2 separate regions of the Sus scrofa genome follow, and region 2 is linked to region 1. Evidence: chromatin contacts called from public HiChIP or PLAC-seq data. All regions are on one chromosome and are shown on one strand. Each heading gives the region's core, a stretch centred on a gene start, on an enhancer-like site or on the middle of the called end of the contact. The rest is flanking DNA. Distances are from core to core; before and after follow the strand shown.

Evidence for each region. HiChIP or PLAC-seq counts read pairs in DNA pulled down with a chosen protein or histone mark.
Region 2: a contact with region 1 is called in an H3K27ac HiChIP or PLAC-seq map of alveolar macrophages. The contact joins the promoter of CHCHD2 here to the promoter of KCTD7 in region 1. A contact is called at or near these places in 1 of 47 Hi-C or Micro-C datasets (embryonic fibroblasts) and 1 of 2 datasets of contacts at active chromatin or transcription factors (alveolar macrophages).

What each region holds. Positions count from the first base shown.
Region 1 is chr3:16,390,957-16,396,632 of Sscrofa11.1, reverse strand. KCTD7 (BTB/POZ domain-containing protein KCTD7) reads left to right here and starts at 2,772. Exons shown (of 4, transcript XM_003354517.4): 1 at 2,772-3,150; 2 at 5,588-5,676. The coding sequence starts at 3,007.
Region 2 is chr3:16,809,748-16,815,423 of Sscrofa11.1, reverse strand. It overlaps CHCHD2 (coiled-coil-helix-coiled-coil-helix domain-containing protein 2), which reads right to left and starts at 3,015. Exons shown (of 4, transcript XM_003124448.4): 1 at 2,818-3,015; 2 at 115-364. The coding sequence starts at 2,867. LOC102162776 (a long non-coding RNA gene) reads left to right here and starts at 3,109. Exons shown (of 4, transcript XR_001307408.2): 1 at 3,109-3,245.

The sequences.
Region 1 (5,676 bases), core at 1,523-4,022:
GGTGGGTAGCTGGGCAAACAAAGAAATGATGGTCAGAAAAGTGAGGACAGGAATTCCCATCGTGGCGCAGTGGTTAACGAATCTGACTAGGAACCATGAGGTTGCAGGTTTGATCCCTGCCCTTGCTCAGTGGGTTAACGATCCGGCGTTGCTGTGAGCTGTGGTATAGGTCACAGATGCGGCTCGGATCCTGTGTTGCTGTGGCTCTGGCGTAGGCTGAGCTACAGCTCGGATTAGACCCCTAGCCTGGGAACCTCCATATGCCTCGGGAGCGGCCCAAGAAATGGCAAAAAGACAAAAAGACAAAAAAAAAAAAAAAAGAAAAAGAAAGAAAAGTGAGGACAGAGGTGACCTTTGGAGGAATGGAGTTTGTCATGGAGGAGCCTTTGGAGAGAATGGGAGCTGGCAGCGTTCTGTTTTTTGACTGAGTGGTGGTTACAGGGCTCTCTTTCTCTTTTATAATTATTCTTCAAGCTGTACAGATATGATTTTGCATTTTTCTGTACCATATATCCCAACTAAAAAGAAAACATGAATGAAATGATACATATATTTTGGAGGGAGGGGAATGAGATTAGGGAGGTATGTGCAGATACAACTGTGTTTGTCATATTGTATTTCATGAGCTGGGAAGTGAGTACATGGGTTGTAATTGTTATGGTCTATAACTGTTTATATGTCTAAAGGTTCAAATCAAAATTAAAACCGAAAGAAGGTAATGGGGAAAAGAAGATGGAAGCTTTCGTTCCTGTTTTTCATTTCTTTTATTGTTTTAAATTATTCAATCCACATGCTGAATCAGCACTTTGGAAATCTGTTGCCATTCCGAAGTTCTCTTTTTTGGTGAGATGTGGAGAATAGAATCCATTTGGCTAATCTCAGGACTCAGTGCCTGTAGGAGTATTTTGTTGACTCCTGGAGGAAGAGTAATCCCAGCTGTAAGTGCCAGTGTTCTGAGAGCAGCCCCCACCTCTGCATGGGCACGAGCTACCCATTCCTCTCTCCAAGGTTCACTGACCCTGCTCTGCAGCCCTCCTGTGAACTGGCCTGGAAGTCAGTTCACTGCGGGGTGGGAATCGCTGCTGCCAGCCAAGTGCCCTGCTTTCCCAGAAAGCCTGCTGCAACCCCTTCCTGCTCTCTCAGCAAGTCTTCATTGCAGGCTGCTGCCCTTGGACTTCCCGCCCCCTTAATACACACCATATAAACAGAACCAACTGGGCAACTATATTCCTGAAGGAAATCCTCAGCCAAAATGGAAGATGAAAACTCCAACACATTCAGTAATGTAACACTGATTGTACCTGGATTTCCCTACCTCTTGAGCCTCTGGGGCTCCCGTTCCATTCTCTTTGGACAGCCTCGATTTAAACTGTCATCCTGATAAGCCCTTAGTTCTCTAGTTTCCTCATATGAATTTTTAAAGGAGGAGAGTCCCCCTGGCAGAGTGGACAAATGGAAGAGAACTGGTCCAGGTAACTCCTTATTGCATTACTTAATGGACCAATCCAGGAGCTGTTCAGACTTCCTGTTATAGAAGATAATCAAATTTTCCTATGATATAATCCACCTTTGATTGCAGTTTCTATTACAGCTGGAATCCTAATGATTCTAAGGATGGAAAGAAGAAACTTTGTTATGGATGTTGAGAAAGGCTGGAGCAGGTAGTTACAGATAAGAGATGGCCTCAGGCAGCCTTCTTTAGAGCAGCCCTACTCAAAACGTGGTTCAAGGACCTGCAGCACCCAGGGTTACCTGGGGAGTTCGTTAGGAATGCAAGTTCAAGGGCTTCACCCCAGATGGACCAAGTCAGATTCTCTGGAGTCGGACTGGGAATCTGCATTTTAGCAAGTTCCCCCCCCAGTGATTTTGATGCAACCAAGTTTGGAGAAAACACTCATGGAGGACACTCCTACAGTGGTTTTAATCCTCTAGGTCTCAGCTTCCTTTTCTGTCACAATGTGAGATGCAAATGAAGAACTGGGTGTAAAAATGGTTTGAAAGGGCTCAAACCTTGATTCCTAGGAGAGTCCCTGAGCTGATCCAACTATACCAGGGGTCACAGCATCCAAGGCTGTTGATAGACGTTGGATCAGGCTGGACTCTGCCTCAGCAGCCTGGGAGCGTCTCAAGAGAGGGCCTGTTTCCGTCTGTGTCTCCAGGTGCCAGTGGAAGAACTGACACATTGAGGGTGAGAGTCACTGTCATTCTCAATTGCCTCTAACTTGAGTTTTCTTTTTGGGTCAATCAGGAAAGACTGGAAACTCAGGTTTTGCCCTTGTGGCTAGAGAAGGGCCAGTCCCTGTTGCAGCGCTACCCTTCCTCTCCTACAACCTCAGTGACCTAAGTCGTGCCTCCTCCGTATCCTCCGGGAAGGGATGCCTAGGCTCTCCATTGCGGCGACCTGGTCCTCCCGGATTTGCCTGGCCTTTGACGCCCAAGGATGCACATCACGCGCTGCCCTGGAGACGTAGGAACGACTAAGTCGTGAGCCCTCTCTCCTCGCAAGTTTCTAGGTGTCGACCCCGATGCAGGAGCCACCCTCGGACCCAAGAAGGCCCGGCTTAGAGACGGTGGCCGCGTGCGCGCGCCCCACGCGCCGAGCGAGTGTTCGCGGGTGGGGAGGGCGCGCCCACTGTCCAGAGGGCCAATCAGAACGGGGCAGGCCAGCCAGCCCGGCTCCCAGTGGCCATTCAGGCACGGAGCGAAAGCTCTACTTGCTCTGAGATTGGGCGAGCTTCACGCCAATCAGGGGCGGAACTAGCGGCAGCTCGGCCAATAGTGGGAGGTGGCCGGGTCAGGCCGGTGGCCCTGCGGTCCGCCGGGTGGTCAGCGAGCCCGTTGGCGCTGAGGGAGCGGCCGCCCTCCAGCCCCACCGCGCTGAGCTCTCAGCCCCTCCGGCCCCGCCCACCGGCGCGCCGCGTCATGCCAGGCGCTGCTGGGTGCTAGTGCCTGGGCCACCACCCTCCCGCCCGCCCGAAGCCGCGCCCACTGCCCAGAGCCAGAGGGATGGTGGTAGTCACGGGGCGGGAGCCAGACAACCGTCGTCCGGACGGTGCCATGTCCAGCTCCGACGCCGAAGACGACTTTCTGGAGCCGGCCACCCCTACGGCCACGCAGGCTGGGCACGCACTGCCCCTGCTCCCGCAGGAGGTACCTGGAGGGGGTGGGGGCGCGAGAAGGGGTGCAGAGACAGGAGCCGGTGCCAGACAGAGCTGACCTTGGGATGTGAACAGCGCTGAGGCTGGGGAGGGGGTCAGGCCGAGGGCGGTGCCAGAAGCTGTGCTCCCCTGCCCATCCCACTCCCACCACCCACCGATCCCCCCCTCCCCACGCACCCTCTGTAAAACACGCCAGGTGTGTCTTCCTTGCTCTAGGCAGCACCTGGCCCTCCCATCCCCCTCCTTCCAGGATTCACTCCTTGCAAGCTTGGTACTCCCATCCCTATGGCCCACCCTTACCAACTGGAGGAGGGAAGGAAGGCCATGGGAAGGAGCCCTTGGAACCCCAAGGGATGATAGTGTCTTCCAGAGAATCCAAGAAGAGGCCTTAGTCATTGCCCAAAGCCAGTCTCCAGCTGCCCAGAGAGTGGGCTAAGGGGCAGTGTGCAGATAAGAAGCAGGCCAGTTCATAGCTGTGGCCACACTCACCTGACAACTCCATGGCTTCCCCTCCTAGCTGCTGTGCTGTGATGCATGGTGGCTTCCACTGGTCTTAATGCATGTGACATGATCATATGAACACCTGAAATGACCCTCAAGAGACGAGAAAAGAGGAGGGAAGGTGGGGCCCTGCTGGGCACTGAAGACAGAGACTGGGAGGTAGGGGTTAAGGTAGTGCCAGACATGGGAGCATGTGACGTGGGGAGTCCTGGGCAGATGGCCTGAGCCCCAGAGGGGCTGGGTGGGGCTGGGTGAGGCTCTTGGAAAACTGTAGTGTCCTCTTGGGGTTAGATACTCAAAGCATCATGGGACACTTGTGAAAATGGGCAAAACTCCAGAAGGACTGTTTGTAATTGAAAAAAAAAAAAAAAAGCCATTGGGGACACAGGGTCCAATGTTTCTGTGCATTGTCATTGGTGAAACAGTGTGATTTAAGGGAAGAAAGCTCAGGACCCAGAGACTATAGGCCACACTCCAGTGCTCGCTCTTTTACAGAGTTCATTGCTCCATGTGAGTAATAGAAGTATTATTACCCCCCCAATAATATTTGAGTCCTTGGTATGCACACAGAATAGTCTTGGAGGAGCTAGCTATAGAATAAGCAGAAGGCATTTCCAGTCCTCTGGGTGTGGAAGAGTAACGGTACCTACATTCAGAGAACTGTAAACGCCTGTCTGTTTCATTCATTCATTCACTGATCTAGTGCAAACTGGGGGGTTTTACTGTGAGCCAGGCACTGATCGAGGCCCCGGGGTAACTTTGATGTAGCGTTATTTTTATCCTTCTTTATTTCACAAAGGATTTGAAAGTTAGGAAGAAGGACTGTCTAGACAAATACACAGAGACTTTCATGGAGCCTGGGAGTTGTTGTACTATTGAAAAGTATGCACTGGGATAACATTGTAGTTAATGTGGAGGAGTTTTGGGGGGAAAATTAGAGAGAACCGGCCTCATTTCTTTCAAAACCACAAGCAGTGAAAGAAATTTTAAAAACTAAAAAAAAGTCCTGAGCCTTTTAGGGAGAACGGAGAGCTTCTCCGGGCAAATGCATACCATCGCTCCCTGCCCTTCACCCTCCCCTTGCCTCCTGACCCTTGGCTGGGCTGGGGACAGTTCTCACTCCGCAGATGAAGGAGGGAAGTGGAGAGGTGCAGAGGGCGAGGAGTGGATGGCTGGACTTATTCAGCAAACATCTATGAGCCCTGCTGCGGGTGGCTTCAGGGTCGGCGAACAAGATGCTACCCCTGCCCTTGGGGAGCTTGGGCAGTAATAACCGCCTGGAGCACAAAGTGCCTGTTGTTCTAGGCACTGTTAGGAAGGAGAATGTGGAGACAGGGAAGGCACAATGGCGGGAGTGTTTACTCTGTCTTGGGGCCAGCGAGGGACAATAGAGCAGACATGCTCACAGTGAAGGGGACCTTGAACAGAAGCTCTTAGAACGACCTGTATGGTGCCTTGGTGTGAATTAGCAGAAGGGCACCCAGCTGCGTAGCAGATCTCTCTCATCCACGTGCCCTTGTGCAGTGAACACCACACACCACCGTATGGGGCAATTGCATTTGCTCAATGGACAGAGGGACAGTGGCAAGAGCGTTTGGGACAGAGAAGATGGAGTGAGCAAGGGCACAGCAATGGTAGGTTCAGGAAGTGGAAGGAGGACCAGGAAAGCTTTGAACGCGAGAGCAGAGATAGTAGGATTGGGGTGGAGAGACCTGACTGAAGAGCTGTGGGGAGGGGAGGGGGAGGACTTGGTCACTGATGAGTGTGGAGAAAGGGAGTAGAGAGAAGCATCCAGAAAGACCCCTGGGTTGTGGCCTGGGGGGCCAAGTGAACAGCATGGCCCCGCTCAGACCCAAGAAGGCCATGGCCGGAGCAGCGCAGGCTCTCCTCCCCCAGGCCTGACCGACTCTGCCGGTGGCTCCTTCCAGTTCCCCGAGGTCGTCCCCCTCAACATTGGAGGGGCGCACTTCACCACACGCCTGTCCACCCTGCGGCGCTACGAGGATACCATGCTGGC
Region 2 (5,676 bases), core at 1,766-4,265, 420 kb before region 1:
CAGATGTGGCTTTGGATAAACCACTCTCCACGTGTCCTCCACATAAGGACCTTACGAATGGCCAGGTTTTCTCATAAAATCCACCACTGAAGGAAATGCTGCCTCAAATCTTACCTGGTAAGTGATGTCAGGCCTTGAGGGCTCAGCACTACTTCCTCCACCGAAGCCCCCAGTGATCGCATGACCTATCGTGTGGCCGACGGCAGAACCCACAGCCACGCCGGCTGCAGTGGTTGCCATCTGGGCCATGAGACCTGGCTGCCGAGGTGCAGCAGCAGGGGAGCCAACAGCAGATGGTGGAGCTGCTGCTGGTGGCTGAGCTGCCGGCGCTGGCCTGGGTGCAGCTCTCATCTGAGGTGCCCGGCTGTGAAAGAAAAGGACAAAAAGCATGAAGTTGTCACTTTCAACCGGGTTTGGAAATTGTGAAGTTAAAACAAACAAAAAACCCCTTGTATATTAAAATAAATCTTAGGATTTCCACTTTATTTAAACTCAAGTACTATATACATATAAGAAAAACTTTTGAGAACACAATTCCCTGAACTATTTACATCATTTTCTCTCATTAACCCTTTAAGGCTTTAATTGCCAAGTATAAGCTTTTCAGCCCCTGCCTTTTTGCAACCATTTCCATATATTCACAAAGTCTACAGTATCCTTTTTTTTTTTTTGCTTTTTAGGGCTGCATTCGCAGCATATAGAGGTTCCCAGGCTAGGGGTACAATCAGAGCTATAGCCGCCAGCCTACACCACAGCCACAGCAACTCAGGATCCAAGCCACGTCTTCAACCTACACCACAGCTCATGGCAACGCTGGAACCTTAACCCACTGGTCGAGGCCAGGGATTGAACCCTCAACCTCATGGTTCCCAGTCGGATTTGTTTCCGCTGTGCCATGACAGGGACCCCCAGTCTATAGTATCTTTAAAGAATAGTTATTCCGATACTTCATAAAAACATAACTGGTAATGACGGGGCTGATATTCTATTGAAGGATCAAATAAATGTTATGTTAAAAATATCAAGGGAATTCTCTGGTGGCTCAGCAGGTTAAAACCCTGGCACTGACACTGCTGTGGCACAAGCTTGATCCCTAGTTCAGTAACTTTCACATGCCTCAGGCGTAGCCAAAGAGAAAAAGTCAAGAGAGAAGAACAGGATGTTGTGGGATACTGCACATTTAATTTTAGGACAGTCAAGGGAGGTCTCACGGTGTGAGATGGTGCAATTGAAAGACCTACCGTCAGTCATTTGGGGAAATAAACTGGTTCAGTTTCTTCATTTCATAGATTAGAAAACTGGGAGTTCCTGTGGTGGCGCAGTGGTTAACGAATCCGACTAGGAACCCTGAGGTTGTGGGTTCGGTCCCTGCCCTTGCTCAGTGGGTTAACGATCCAGCGTTGCCATGAGCTGTGGTGTAGGGCGCAGATCCTGCTCGGATCCAGCGTTGCTGTGGCTCTGGCATAGGCTGGCAGCTACAGCTCCGATTCGACCCCTAGCCTGGGAACTTCCATATGCCGCGTGAGCGGCCCCCCAAAAAAGAAAAAACTGAAACTCAGTAAATGGAAGTGACATGTCTGAACTGTTACACCTAATTTCACCTATTTCCCATCTGTAGGACATTTGAATGCTTTCAAAATTTCAGGGAGTTCCCGTTGTGGCACAGTGGTTAACGAATCCTACTAGAAACCATGAGGTTGCGGGTTCGGTCCCTGCCCTTGCTCAGCAGGTTAACGATCCGGCGTTGCCGTGAGCTGTGGTGTAGGTTGCAGACGCGGCTCGGATCCTGCGTTGCTGTGGCTCTGGTGTAGGCTGGCAGCTACAGCTCTGATTAGACCCCTAGCCTGGGAACCTCCATATGCTGCGGGAGCGGCCCAAGAAATAGCAACAATAACAACAAAAGACAAAAGACCAAAAAAAAAAAAAAATTCACTAATATGTCCAGTGCTGCTTTCAAAATCTTTCACATAGATTATACGCCTTCTGTCCATTTTTTAGATTGTTTCCTTGGGTGCTAGTCCCTCAAATAAGACTAGGTCAAAAGTTTATGACTTCACTTCGTGTTAGGTAGTTTATTTGGCATAACTTTTTAACAATAGGGTTTCCTCTCGGATAACAATCTTTCGCTAAGTGAACTCCCTACACTCGTGGCATACTGTCTGAACACAATACACCAGGCAAGCTACTGTGCTAAATGCTCTGAATTAGCCACGAGCAAACTTGGGTCTGAGACCTTGCTTCCCTACTTATTGGTGGACAAGTCACTTATTCTGAGTCTCCAGTTTCTGTAAAACAGGAATAACATTTACCGCTAAGGTTACCGTGTGGCGCAACTGGCAGCACATTTTACAAGTATTTTACGAACTAGCAAACATCACGTACACGTGAGACATTGACGACGGTGACCCCTACTGGGCCAAGTCCTTGGAACGCTCACTGCTCACGGAAGAGATCATTTACTGAAATTAAAATGCGATATTTTCCCAATTACACTAGCTTCCATTGTTTTCTGTGCTATTTTTGGCGTTTCTGCGTGATTACACCTATAAATACCACTTATTTCTAGAACGGGCCTGTTTTAACTTGAGTTCTACAATATTTCAAATTATAATTCATGGGCATTCAAAATTAGGAAGTACGCCACTAACGAGAAAACTAGCTAAAGCCCTACAATTAGCTTGCGGCGACCGGAGGAGGGCCCACACCGCCCTGGCCTTCGGAAGCCCCGGCCCGCCGACACCCCGCTGCTCCGAGGCCCACCCGCAGCCTCTCTCTGCGCCACGGCACCAGCAGGACCCCAAACCCCGGTGGTCTCACCTAGCCGGAGGGGCCATGCGGGAAGTGCGGCTTCGGCTTCCACGAGGCATCGTAACTGCGCAACGAACGCGAACCTAGAAGACAGAGAAACTCAGAGGAGACCCTGGCGGCTTCTGCAGAGACCGACAGCGGAAGTCGGAAGGCGGGGCCGGCCTCAGCGCGCAACCAATCAGCTCTCAGGCCTTCCGTTCGCCGACGTTTCCGCGGGTTTGAAGGTCACAGGAAGAGTAGGACGTCACGGCGGCGCCTCGTCGTACGCAGTTGACGTAAGGAGCTCGGCGCCCGGGCTTTTTGCGAAATTGTAATAGGATTTGGGTGTTCACAAACCTCGTCCTCGGAGCCTAGTGCGAGTCAGAACCGCTAGCTGTTTGCTTCCTAGGGCGCAAGGACTGCAGCTGATACCTTCAGCCGTTCGCATTATTAACATGGTAGGTCAGCTCTAACCTTGAGAGAGTGAGTCAGAGCTGTGGCATGATTGCCGCTGAACCTTGGGCAAGTTACTTAACTTTTCTCATTAAGTTATTTATTGGGGTAAATATTTTTTGAGGCGCAGTGTGGGCACGTAATAACCGAAATGAAGAAAACGGAGAACTTTAGGGATCGACAGAGCTAAGTTGGTTCTACTTGTTTTTTCTGGATCCAATCAAAAATTCAGACAATAATAATGCCCCACATCTATGTATTTAATAAATGTTCCAACCCCTTCCATATATATTATAGAATTTGTGCCTGTAATTGGGATGGTATTAGTTTACTTATAATTAAACAAGATGTTCTGAATGGTCTACAAGCATTAGCTAGGTTCTGGAGATAATCTAGTTAAATGGAGTTTAAATTCAGGGAGTGAGACACTAATACCTACATAAATTGGATGGTGGAGATAGGAAGCAAAAGCAGGGTAAGGAAGTTAGAAGTTGGAGAGAGCAGGAGCCTTTGAAGAGGTGGTATCTGAACGAAATTTTTGAGTAAGTGGGGAAGCAAGCTTTGTGTTTGTCAAGGGTAAGAGCATTCCTGGCAGAGGGAACAGCAGATCCAAAGCCCTGGAGGATCTGTGCTTCAAGGATACTTGGTGTAAAGTGCTTTTAACAGTACATTTTAGGAGTTCCCTAGTGGCTCAGTTGTAATGAACCCAACTAGTATCCATTAGGATGCAGGTTCAATCCCTGGCCTCACTCAGTGGGTTAAGGATCTGGTGTTGTGTTGCTGTGAGCTGTGGTGTAGGCCCCCAGCTGCAGTTCCAATTGTACCCCAAGCCTGGAAATTTCCATGTGCCACAGTGCGGTCCTAAAAAGAAAAAAAAAAAAAAATTAAAGAAGTTATAATAGGAGTTCCCATAGTGGCGCAGTAGAAATGAATCTGACTAGAACCATGAGATCGCGGGTTTGATCCGTGGCCTCACTCAGTGGTTTAAGGATCCAGCATTGCTGTGAGCTGTGGTGTAGGTTGCAGACTCGGCTCAGATCTGGTGTTTCTGGGGCTGTGGCTGTGGTTGGCAGCTGTAGCTCTGATTAGATCCCTAGCCTGGGAACCTCCATATGCCATGAGTGTGGCACTAAAAAGCAAAAAAAAAAAAAAAAAAAAAAAAAAGTTATAGTACATACATATAATAAAATGTTATGCAGGTATTTAAAATGTTATGAAGGAATCTCTGACATGAGAAGTAGCTTTACATAATATTAAGTGAAGAGCAGGTTACAAAATAGTATACATAGTTTGTATTTTGAGGAGTTCCCTTGTGGCTTAGTGGTTAAGGATCTGGCTTTGTCACTGCCGAGGCTGATTACAGTGGTGGCATGGGTTCAATACTGGCCAGGAACTTCCGCATGTGATGGGCATGGCCAAAAAAAACATAGTAAGACTGGAATTATATACCTCCATATGGTGATGTTATCCATTATTGGATAAGAATTTCTTCCTTTTTTGGGCTTGTCTTTGTTTTCTAATTTCTCTATAGTGAACACACAATAATTAAACCCACAAAGATGATTTAAAATATGTTCTCAAATTCCTTGACAATCCATTCAAAAGGTGGAGTCTAATTCCTCTCCAACCTCTAGAGACCCTAAGCTAGAACCACCCAGCTAAGCCACTCCCAAATTCTTGACCCACAGAAACTAAGATAGTAATCTGTTACACAGCAATAGGTAACTCATACACATAATTTCTACAGTGACCATATTTGAATTTTAAAAACTCTCGTGTCTAAAATGAGTGAAATCGGAGTTCCTGTTACGGCATAGCAGATACAGTGAGTTTGGAGGACCAGAGTATTTTTGAAAGTTGTGAGAAACAAATTTAAGAAAATCTAATAGATGGTTTCTAGCACAATGTAAGGCATTTAAGATTTTTATCCAACAAGGTTAGAGCAGTCATGAGGGTTTTTATGTTACTAAAATGGTCTTCAAGGAGCTCCTGTTGTGGCTCAGTGGGTAAGAAGCCAACATAGTGTCCGTGAGATCCAATCCCCGGCCTTACTCAGTGGGTTAAGTATCCGTTGTTGTTGGAGTTCCCATTGTGGCTCAGTGGTTAACGAATCTGACTAGGAACCATGAGGTTGCAGGTTCAGTCCCTGGCCTTGCTCAGTGGGTTAAGGATCCGGCGTTGCCATGATCTGTGGTGTAGGTCGCAGATGAGGCTCCGATCCCGAGTTGCTGTGGCTGTGGTATAGGCTGGTGGCTACAGCTCCGGTTGGACCCCTAGCCTGAGAACCTCCATATGGCGCGGGAGCGGCCCAAGAAAAGGCAAAAAGACCAAAAAGACCAAAAAAAAAAAAAAAAAAGAATCCATTGTTGTTGCAAGTTGCTGCATAGGTCAAAGATGCAGCTTGGATCCAGTGTTGCTGTGATTGTGGTGTAGGTC